Linked DNA regions of Gossypium arboreum: region 1 is linked to region 2. Evidence: chromatin contacts called from public Hi-C data. All regions are on one chromosome and are shown on one strand. Each heading gives the region's core, a stretch centred on a gene start, on an enhancer-like site or on the middle of the called end of the contact. The rest is flanking DNA. Distances are from core to core; before and after follow the strand shown. Region 1 holds the start of LOC108479057. Region 2 holds the start of LOC108477691 (precursor of CEP5-like).

Evidence for each region. Hi-C and Micro-C count contacts between places; a contact is called where the count stands out from the background.
Region 1: a contact with region 2 is called in a Hi-C map of leaf, with 4 times the contacts expected there. The contact joins the promoter of LOC108479057 here to the promoter of LOC108477691 in region 2. A contact is called at or near these places in 2 of 5 Hi-C or Micro-C datasets (both in leaf).

What each region holds. Positions count from the first base shown.
Region 1 is chr12:22,801,472-22,806,614 of ASM2569848v2, reverse strand. It overlaps LOC108479057, which reads left to right and starts at 3,453. Exons shown (of 1, transcript XM_017781483.2): 1 at 3,453-4,020. The coding sequence starts at 3,542. The coding sequence ends at 3,835. LOC108479181 reads left to right here. Exons shown (of 8, transcript XM_017781630.2): 7 at 1-215; 8 at 574-1,562. The coding sequence ends at 1,215.
Region 2 is chr12:22,328,934-22,334,021 of ASM2569848v2, reverse strand. It overlaps LOC108477691 (precursor of CEP5-like), which reads left to right and starts at 1,493. Exons shown (of 1, transcript XM_017780202.1): 1 at 1,493-1,798. The coding sequence starts at 1,493. The coding sequence ends at 1,798.

The DNA of each region.
Region 1 (5,143 bases), core at 2,204-4,703, 470 kb before region 2:
CAACCTACATCCCATCTGGAAAACAACCTGACTGGAAGCACAACCCCCCTTCCTCTGCAATTGGTGAAGGTGATGTGAACAATTTGAATATGACAGCATCACAGGGGAATTCTAGCAACATACCTGCTCAAATGCAGCATCTTCCCCCTGGCCCTGGGTCACCTCTTCTGCCCGTTGCATCCCCGCTCGCTATGTTTGATGTTTCTCCTTTCCAGGTAAAAATCAGAGCAAATCTAAAGCTATTAAATTTCCAGCATCTATAATAACCAGGGTGGTCTTTTCCATTTTCTGTTTTGGAGTGGTTATCCTTCTCTACCAAATAAATTTGTTTACTCGAAAGTGAGTGGTCTAAATGGATGGTATTAGATGTAGTTGTCAATGTTATTGCTGGGTTTGATGAGTAGGTGCACTTTTATTGCTTGATTTTTTATTTATTTATTTTTTTTGGGGGGGGGGGGGTTTACTGTTGACAAATTTACCATCACCCCCATGCACTCTTTTGTATCTCCCTTTTTCCCTTTCCTGTTTTCCTTCTGATCTAAATAATGCATATCTTGAAACTTTTTCCTTCAGTCGACCCCTGACATGTCTGTCCAAGCTCGTTGGTCTCATGTTCCGGCTTCACCTATGCAGTCTTTTGCACCGTCAATGCTATTGCAGCAACAGGCAGACGGTGTACTACATTCTCAGTTTAGCCATGGGCCTCCTGTTGACCAGTCATTGAGTAGCAATAGGTTCTCAGACTCCCGAACATCAGCATCCTCTGACAGCTCTAGGAAATTTCCTGTGGCAACAGATGCAACAATAACCCAGTTGCCCGATGAACTAGGGTTGGTGGAACCATCGAGCTCCACCATCCCTGCTGCTTCTGCACAACATGATACTAAAAGCCCGTCCCTCACTAAAGTTGCTGATGCTGGCAAGAATGATGGTATTAGTAGTAGGCAGAGCACAAATACTGCTCTTAAGGCTGTTCAGTCTTCTTCCCAGCAGAAGAATATAGCTTCTCCTCAGCATTATGGTAACTCTTCCTGGTATAATCATCAGAGAGGAAATGCGGTCTCACAAAAGAATGGAGCGGGTGAATGGACCCAACGTAGAACAGGTTTCCAAGGAAGGAACCAATCCATGGGTGGAGACAAGAACTTCCCCACTTCAAAGATGAAGCAGATTTATGTGGCTAAACAGACCAATAATGGTTCGTCATCTTCGTGATGATAGGAAAATAAAGCTTCTCATTTCCTTAACCATACAGTTTTTTTTTTTTTGGTAGCATCGCTTGGATTAGTATGGGAATGGAACTTTATATCCGCTGGTATTTTTGATTGAAGTTTGCTGCAATAGTGATGGTGAATAGCAGTTTTGTCATAGGTTTTTGATTTGTCGATGTAGGAAGAAATGGGTGTTTTTGGGGGTAGAAGACGCGATGTAGTGTTTAGTTTGAAGGAGCTGGTGATGGTTGTGGGTTCACACGTTGCCGTTGCCCATCACTATCATGTACCAATTTGGTAAGACGCATAAAGTCTTGGGGTTTGATCATCATTTATTAAAAGCTCTCTATACATGACGCATCCACTTACTTTTTTTCCCCATCCAGTAATGAATTATATGGGCTTTGGGTTTCCCTAATATTTAGTTTGGACGGTAAATTTACTGTTAAATGCTTCTCATATAACCTCTAATAATACAACTTATTACCAAATTTGTAATATTCATCTAATTATGCAATTACACATTTTTACAAAAATTTTATGATGTTATCTAGGTGGAATGGTTGTTTACCTTATCTTTTAATCATATTGTTGGAGGTTCGATTTTTAATCATATTGTTGCGTGTTCGATTTTTAATCGGGTAGTTGGTTTTTTTGGGTCATGGTGACAAACAAAATAAAAACTCTTTATTACACAAGTTGTTACAATTTTTGTAATATTATGTAATTACATTGTTCAATTATACAACATTCAATTACATATTGTAACATTCGTAATATTTTGTTTAATTACACATTATTATAACCTCCACAAATTATACTAGTAATATTTTCTGAAACACTAATTACAAAAACATTACCTATTTATACATGCTATTACAACTTTTATAGTACTTTACGTAACATTAAAACTTATGAAAAAGTTCATTCTAAGGAATTTTCCTTGTAAGTTTTTGCCAATAGCCAAAAAAAGTAGTGTCAAGCCTTTTCTTTTTATCATCTGTAAATCAAAATGGGCTGTTTAGGAGTGCTCTTCATTTCTACACACGAATTGTCATGAGTTTATAAATTTGCTTTAAAAGAAAATCGTCATAAATTTGGTTTTCTTATTCATGTTTCTCACTGTAGATTGATTTTTTATGTGATTAAATTTTCCGCTTAACTTCGATTCCGAATGATTTCAACACAAAAGTTAGTAATTTTTTTTTCTTTCAAATTGTTTTTCTAGATAATCTATAGTAATAATCGACTTTATAAAACCATTAGAAGTTAAGAAATTTACATAGAATTTTATATTATGAAAGAAAGACTTCAAAAATAAATCCTAAAAGATCTAGTTTTATTTATAAAATACTGTTAATATTTAGTTTTTTTTTCATAAATTTATTTTTTTATCATTTTATTAAACTTTGTCTCAAAATATTCAAAAACTTTCAATTATAAACCAAAATATGTATAACAAAGTTAGATTTTGAACATAATTATATAATAATTATGCTATCTCGACACTCATAAATGTCTAGTTTTATATATAAAAGATATGAAATTAATATTTACAGCCGATCAATATTACAAATTGCACAACACGTGTTAAACAGTACATCGACAAAGTTAACAAAATTAAATAGTGAAGCTTTAGAATCAAGAAGACTCATATTTCACCATTACATTCATAATCCAATAAATTAGTTTCAAGTATTTGTATTTTTTTATATTTAGAATTTAATCTTTCTATTTTTATTTTAAATAATTTAGTCTTATCATTTTTAAAATTTAAAATGTAAATTCAATTGTTAGTATCTTTAATTTTTTAATTAAATTCATCTTCGTTACAAACATTAATTTCTTTTTGAATATTTATAGGTCAAAATTAAAGGCTTTGAAATGATAGCTCCAATGCAAGTAGCCCTCCCAAGAGGAAGAACCCCTTTTTAATCTTATATATATGATACTCAATGTGTTTGTACAGCTCATGGCCCTTGAATTTACAGTGATTCAGTTGAACCAGTAATGGTTTTGCTATTATAAATCTTTCAACGAAAATGTGCATCATCTTGTATATTCTTCTTATGATGAAATTATTGGCTAACTTTATATCGATGGGAGGGTGGCATGAGTATGAAGAATAAAGTTGAATGAATTTGAAACAAACAAAAGATCTTAAGATTTAAAAGATTCTGATAACAATAGCGACAAAAATAAAGGTAGCATAGCCACCCATGGCTATTAGATTATTCTGTTTGCCACTAAAATCAATCTTTTCAAGCATCTCATGGTAGATTGGCACCATAAAAAGCACATACAGTTCTTTCATTAGAATTATCAGAGGCATGGCGATCATGCGGTGTATCGATGTCCAACCAAGCAACGAAATGACGGTGGATGAATTCAAAGCATGGCTACGGCGTTTCGATGCGGATCACGACGGGCGGATCAACCAGGAAGAGCTGAAAGAGGCACTGCATAGCCTGAGAGTTAAGTTTGGATGGTGGAAAGCACGTCAAGGGATGAAAGAAGCGGATTGCAACCATGATGGCCAAATTGAGAACGCCAAGGAGATTGAGAAGCTGGTGAATTATGCTCAGAAACGCTTGCATATGAAAATTTATCAAAGCGATTGGTGATTTGATTTTGCAAACCACTAAATGCAAGTGTAACTATTTAACAAATATGTGTCTATGTATTATTAATAATGACTCTTAAGATTGTGTACGCTTGCTTTGTGGATTTTCCTACTTATTTCAATCCAGGTTCTGTAATAATTTGTTTATCTTTTATTTCTCCAATATCATTTGATACAATCATATAATTTGCTTGCCTTCTAGCTCTACAAGTTGATATTCTTGTTCCTTCGTCTGAAACACAAACTCATAAACCGACATTATTTTCCTCTATGAGACCACGACTGCACAGGAAAAGGACAGAGTGAGACGACAATGTTGTTTCCAAAATTGTTTTTCTGTTGATTTTATTCTATGGGGAACCTAAAGCTAGATTAAGAGACATCTCATGGAACACTCTCACTAGCTTGGATAATCAATCTGTTTGTGGAGATTTCAATGAAACCGGCCATGATGGCGATAAAAGCGGAGGTGCCCCATGAAACATCCACCAAATGAACAAAAAAAAAAATTCCAACATGATATCTAATCTGAACAACTTGGGGTTTGAAAGAATGTGGTTCACTTGGTCAAATAATAGAGATGGAAATGATCCTATAAGAGAACAAATTAACCGTATGATGGCAACCACGGATTTGTGTAACAAATACCCACATTTTAAGGCAGAAGATATAGCTTGGACCGAACCAGATCATTGCCCTCTAGTCTTTAACACAGGAGATCCACTCTAGTAGTAGATGGAAAAAGAAGTAATTCCTTTTTAAAACTTCATGGACCAAAAATGATGAATGCAAACGAGTATTATGGAGGACCTTGTAAGACTCAATTAACCTGAACTTTTGAAGTAGGCTGAAAAGAGTGGGGAATGATCTAAGTAGATAGCATTCAATCAACATTGGGGAGATCTGTAGCAAGATAGGCTTATTTAGAACCAACTCCGAGACTTGAGAATGTCCCAACCGAATGCCTCCATACTAGCCGAAGAAAAATCTCTTGAAAGCCAACTTCATAATGCACTTGAAGAAGAATGGTATTGGTTACAAAGGTCGAGGGTTTGGTGGCTTAGAGAAGGGGATAGAAACACAACTTTCTTTCATGCTCAAGCCTCTGATATGAAAAAAAAAAGAAGAAAGAAATTCTATTAATAAAATACTTAACAATGATGGGGTATGAGAAGAGGGTGACATGGCCATTAGGTGGCCATCAACTACTTCACTGAGTCGTCCGGTACACGACATAGAATGATTGAAATACTTGATGTAGTTGAACCATGCATTATTGATACATGCATGGATATGGTGAAATTTATTA
Region 2 (5,088 bases), core at 244-2,743:
AAATATAAATAACGTATATTATGTAATTTATAGGAAAATTATCCCATTGTCGGTGAAAATTTTTAGACTTCACAAGTGTATCAAATAATTACTTTATATTATTAAAATAATATTTAGGAAAATATTTGATGCATTGTTAGTAAAGTTTTAAACTCCACAAACAGATTAGGAGTTAACAAGTATCCTATATAGATATAATAAATTATTAAAATATAAATCTACCTAAAAAAATCCACATATTAATTTTTAAGATTATTTATGAAATAAAAATTAAGATTATTTATGAAATAAAAAATAGACTATGTACTAAATTTTCACCCATAATATTTATATATTTGTAGAAAATTTGATGCACCTATATTGCATATACATTTTATACTAATATGTATTATTTTATTTCGAAAACCATTGCTCTTCTTTTATAATTAACTTCTATCTCTCGAAATTTCAAGAACTTAATTTCTTTTAAAAGCATTTTACCTAAAAAAACACAAATACTACTATCTCATAATATCTTATTGCTAAATTACTTAAGAATTTTAAAAATTTCCCTCCAAAGTTATTGTAAAGAAAAAAAAGAATGCATGGAGTCATCATCCCATTCCAGCCCAATCTAAGGAATTAAAAGGCCTCTTTTAGTTCAATCTCACTGTGGGTGTAGGCTGATTATCTAAGCCTCTTTTAGGTCGGGTATACAGAAAATATAAAGCCTTGTTTAGTCTTTCCTTCGGAAATTCCTTGCAAATAACAAATAGTAAGCATTAAATTGTTAGGTCAACAGTAAGAAGTTGCAGAAAGCAAAATCAGCTTCAATTGCAAATGCTTTTCATAGCTTCTAAAACCTACGAGTCACTTCACTTTTAGAAGCTACAAAGAAACGAGAGAGAGAATGGGGGGTTTATAACAGCTGGGAATTTGAGTTGGAAAGCTGAATATATTGTACATGGTACACAACAAGACAATATATTAAAAGATTCTTGACAGAAATATGTTTTTATAAACTCTTAATGGTGAGCAGGTGGGGGCTAAGTTAATTAAGTACACTACTCTATGTTTTCAATAAAATAGATCACATATACAAAAGGATATATTGATAGACTGAAAGTCTTTAATTGATATTAGTAGACAACTCATAACTCTTATAAGAGAATAATATATAGTAGAAATCACATTAGGTTAAGAAGAGAAGGAGAATAAATGAATAAAGAACAGTTGCATGGCCCATGCAAAATGTTGTTGGAGTTTAAGTGACCATAACCTAAGCTCTATGGCCGCATGTGGAGAAAGATTATGTAATTTATTTACACCTTTTAATATATATATATATATATATATATATTTATCAGTCTTTTGACACCTCTTTTCTCGATCGATCTTCGTCTATAAATAGAGCTAGCACCATAGGGAACGAAGAAGTCTGTAAGCAAAGTTGCTAAGTATCTCCTTCTTCACTTGTTTTAATTCCACATTTTAAGCTTTACCTATTTTATATATGGCCCAAAACAATCTTCTCTCTATTCTTGTTCTCCTTTCGCTTGTTCTCTTCCTGGAAATTGAGGGAATTTTAGGAAGGCATTTGATTTTGGAGCAGAATCAGAAGGTGAGAACATTTAATAGAATCCTAGCAAAGGAAAGTAGGAATATTGTTGATCCCAAAATTAATGGTGTTAACAAAACCAAGTCTCCACCTTCACCACCAACTGTGGTAATTGGAGCCTCGCCGCCGAAAAACGACCAAGATTTCAGGCGCACATCTCCTGGACACAATCCTGGCATTGGCCATTCCATTCAAAACTAGGTCCAAACATCCTTACTTTGAAGACAGACAGATGGTATTATAGTGCCACACAGATTCCTATCCTAGAAAAGATTTCAGCTTAAGTGGTTCGGTTTCTATTTGTGTTGTCTTATCTTAGTTTAAATTTCAGTTTCAGGTACCTTAGGTTTGAGTGTTTGTAAAATATATTTAGTGAAGTCAGTGAGCAAATGAAATTCTTGGATTTTTACATTTTATAACTCCTTCTTTGCCTATTAATTAAAGTGGTATAAAATATATTTGAAGAGCTAATAAATAATTTAATCAAAATAATTAATTAATGATTTATTAAATTCTAAAATTGTTTTTATTTTTTAAATAAATAAACCTATCATTTTTCCATCAGTGAAACATTTTAGTCCCACTAATATCCAGGTCGTCTACTAAACTGGGGTAAAATTATCCAAACAGAAAGAATGGTGTGATTGCACCAAAAAAATCCTTTAAACTCCGTACTGGAATTGCTTGGGTATCCAAAGGAGCCCAAGCAACTGAGGTATATGCTAGGGAAAAAAAAGGCGTAATTAACAAGATTACCAACTTGGTTATAGAATTGAAGATGGCCCATCATAACTTCTTGATGGACGAATGGGGTCGTTTTGGTTAAGGATAAATATAGTCTTTCGTAACAAATGCGTAAAAATAATACTAATATCAAATGTAGTGTAAGAAGTTTATTTATTCTACTTAAGATGTCAAACTCCTTTAAGTTGAATGCCGTTTTATGAAATCTGAAGTTCAAATGGCGGATTTGAGGTTTGATTGATATTCACTAATTACTGTAATATTACAAAAATATGGACATTTCTTTCGTATATCGTCTATAAGAAAAGGAAGTTGAAAGAATGGAGAAACCCTCAGAGCATATATGTATTATATACAACGTATAATGCTTCAAATATGTGAAAAGAATTGAGTAAGCTCAAAGAGACACAAACCATGTGAGGCAGTGCAACACAAACTATAGAATTGAGATATTTGAAGTATTGGAGTAACAGGACCAGTTAAGAATAGGAATGAATCAAAAGATCACGTGTTTGTCACTCTCTCTGACTGTACAGTTGCATTTTACAGCCTAGCACAACACAGAATCAAATGGTTTTGTTCATTGCAAAAGCCAAAAAGGTAAAAAAGAAGAAAAAAAAGTCTTTAGCTGCCTTCCTTCTCTGTATGCCAATCAGTTGCAGAGGCTGAGGACTTCCTTAGATGCAGGAACCATTAAAAAAGAAAAAAGTCCTTTTGGGAGATTTTAATTATCAAATTTATTCAACTCTAAGTGGAGAGGTTGAGGGACGGCGAACTGGGGCTCGTCATTTGCTTCATTTGACTTGATCGATCAGGACAAAATTGCCAAATATTTCTTTAGTGCATTCAACGTTGGTGGAGTACCCTCTCCTTTGGTTGGTGCCCTTCACTCTTGATTAATTTTGAGCATGCTCGTCTAAAAAAAAGAAAAATAAAAACCAAACTATAAGCAATAATAGCAGGTAAGACAAACAAGCTTGAAATTAGTAAATAATATTGGGTATATATATGAAAATTATTTGATACCTTATTGTTAGTGGAGTTTTAGCTTCATGAGTAGAGTCAAAGGATTAACAATTATATTATAAGGGTATAATAAAATATTAAGAAAATAAATATTTAAAATAATTGATACATAATTTTTTAAGGTTGGTGGAATAAAAAAGTATGTGTACTAAATACTAACTATATATATATATATATATATATATGTGAGTATTGAATGTAACAATTTCTTTTTGCAAATTAAACATGAACTAATCCAATCAACAAGTGTTGTGCGTAGTGGTAAGGCCCATTGCACTCCTAAGAAGAGAATGCGAGTTCGAACCTTCGAGACAACATTTTTAAGAAGGACAGCCACAAACACTGAACATGAACCATAAAACAAATATGAAAAAGCATGTCATAGATGCAATGGCAGTTGGAACTCACCTTGGACTAAATTGAGTACTCAAAATTTTTTTTGAAAAATATTAAAATTTTTTCAAAGGTGCAGGAGACACGCTTGTGTGACACATAGCTGAGATACACGCCCGTATCTCTGCCCATATGGAAGAAAATAGGTAATTTTCCAAGCCACATTTCTCACCCAAATTGACATCAACCTATACACATTAATTTGCACATCACCAAGCCATAACAAGACATTTAAATCAAGCTAGAATCATGTCTAAACATGTGTTACCACAACATACAACCAATATGCCTTTAGGCACCTCAAATAACATCTTATAACATGTCAATCAACATCCACAATCACCTATTGGTCCAACCACATATATGCATAATTATGCCAAATATACCAATTTAAACCAATCATCAATATACTTATAAGTTCACCATCACTCAAACATATCAAACACACATCAAACATGATAAGCCATATATATATATATATATATATATATATATATATATATCAAAATATATCAAACACAAGCCATTGAAATGACTAATCACAACAAAACATTTACATGTCAACATTTGGCCAACTGAACCTATACATGCCTTTACAACCAAAATTGATTTACTATATATACTGAAATGGGCCGATGGATAGTGTGAAGTAACTCTAACCAGCTTTCAACCAAATCGAGCTTCCTAATTACTATAAAACTGGGAAAATAAAATAAAGTAAGCATTTAAACTTAGTAAGTTCATATAACATGGAATTTAACTTACCATTATTTCACATATAAGGTAAGCATACAAAACATATTCCAATCAACTTGGCCAAAAGCCTAAACACATATCTTCAACATGTTAGCCATGTAAGCACATATAATAGCCCATCATCATGGATGAATAAAGTCATTAAACAAGTTCTACATACATGTAAAAATCATTTCATGCTTCAAAATATCAAGTAATATCATTTACATGTACTTCATGTATATACGGGCAATAGTTCGTTTCGAACTTGTATTATATCATATCAGAACTTAGCCCGTTGAACCATTTAAAATATCATTGGATACAAGAGTTGTAATCCGTCAATTCATGCACATGTATGTTTATAAAAATATGTAAACGGGAAGCTTTTCCGAGCCATATAATGAGAAGCTCATGTAAGTTGTATAACGGGAAGCTCTTGCGAGCCAAATATCAAGAAGCTAAGAGAGCCATTAATCGGGAAGCTCATAAGAGCTAAATAACGAGAAGCTCGTGAGAGCCAAGTATCGGGAAGCTCGTGAGAGCCAAATATCGGGACGCTCATAAGAGCTGTGGTGTGTCCGCAACACATG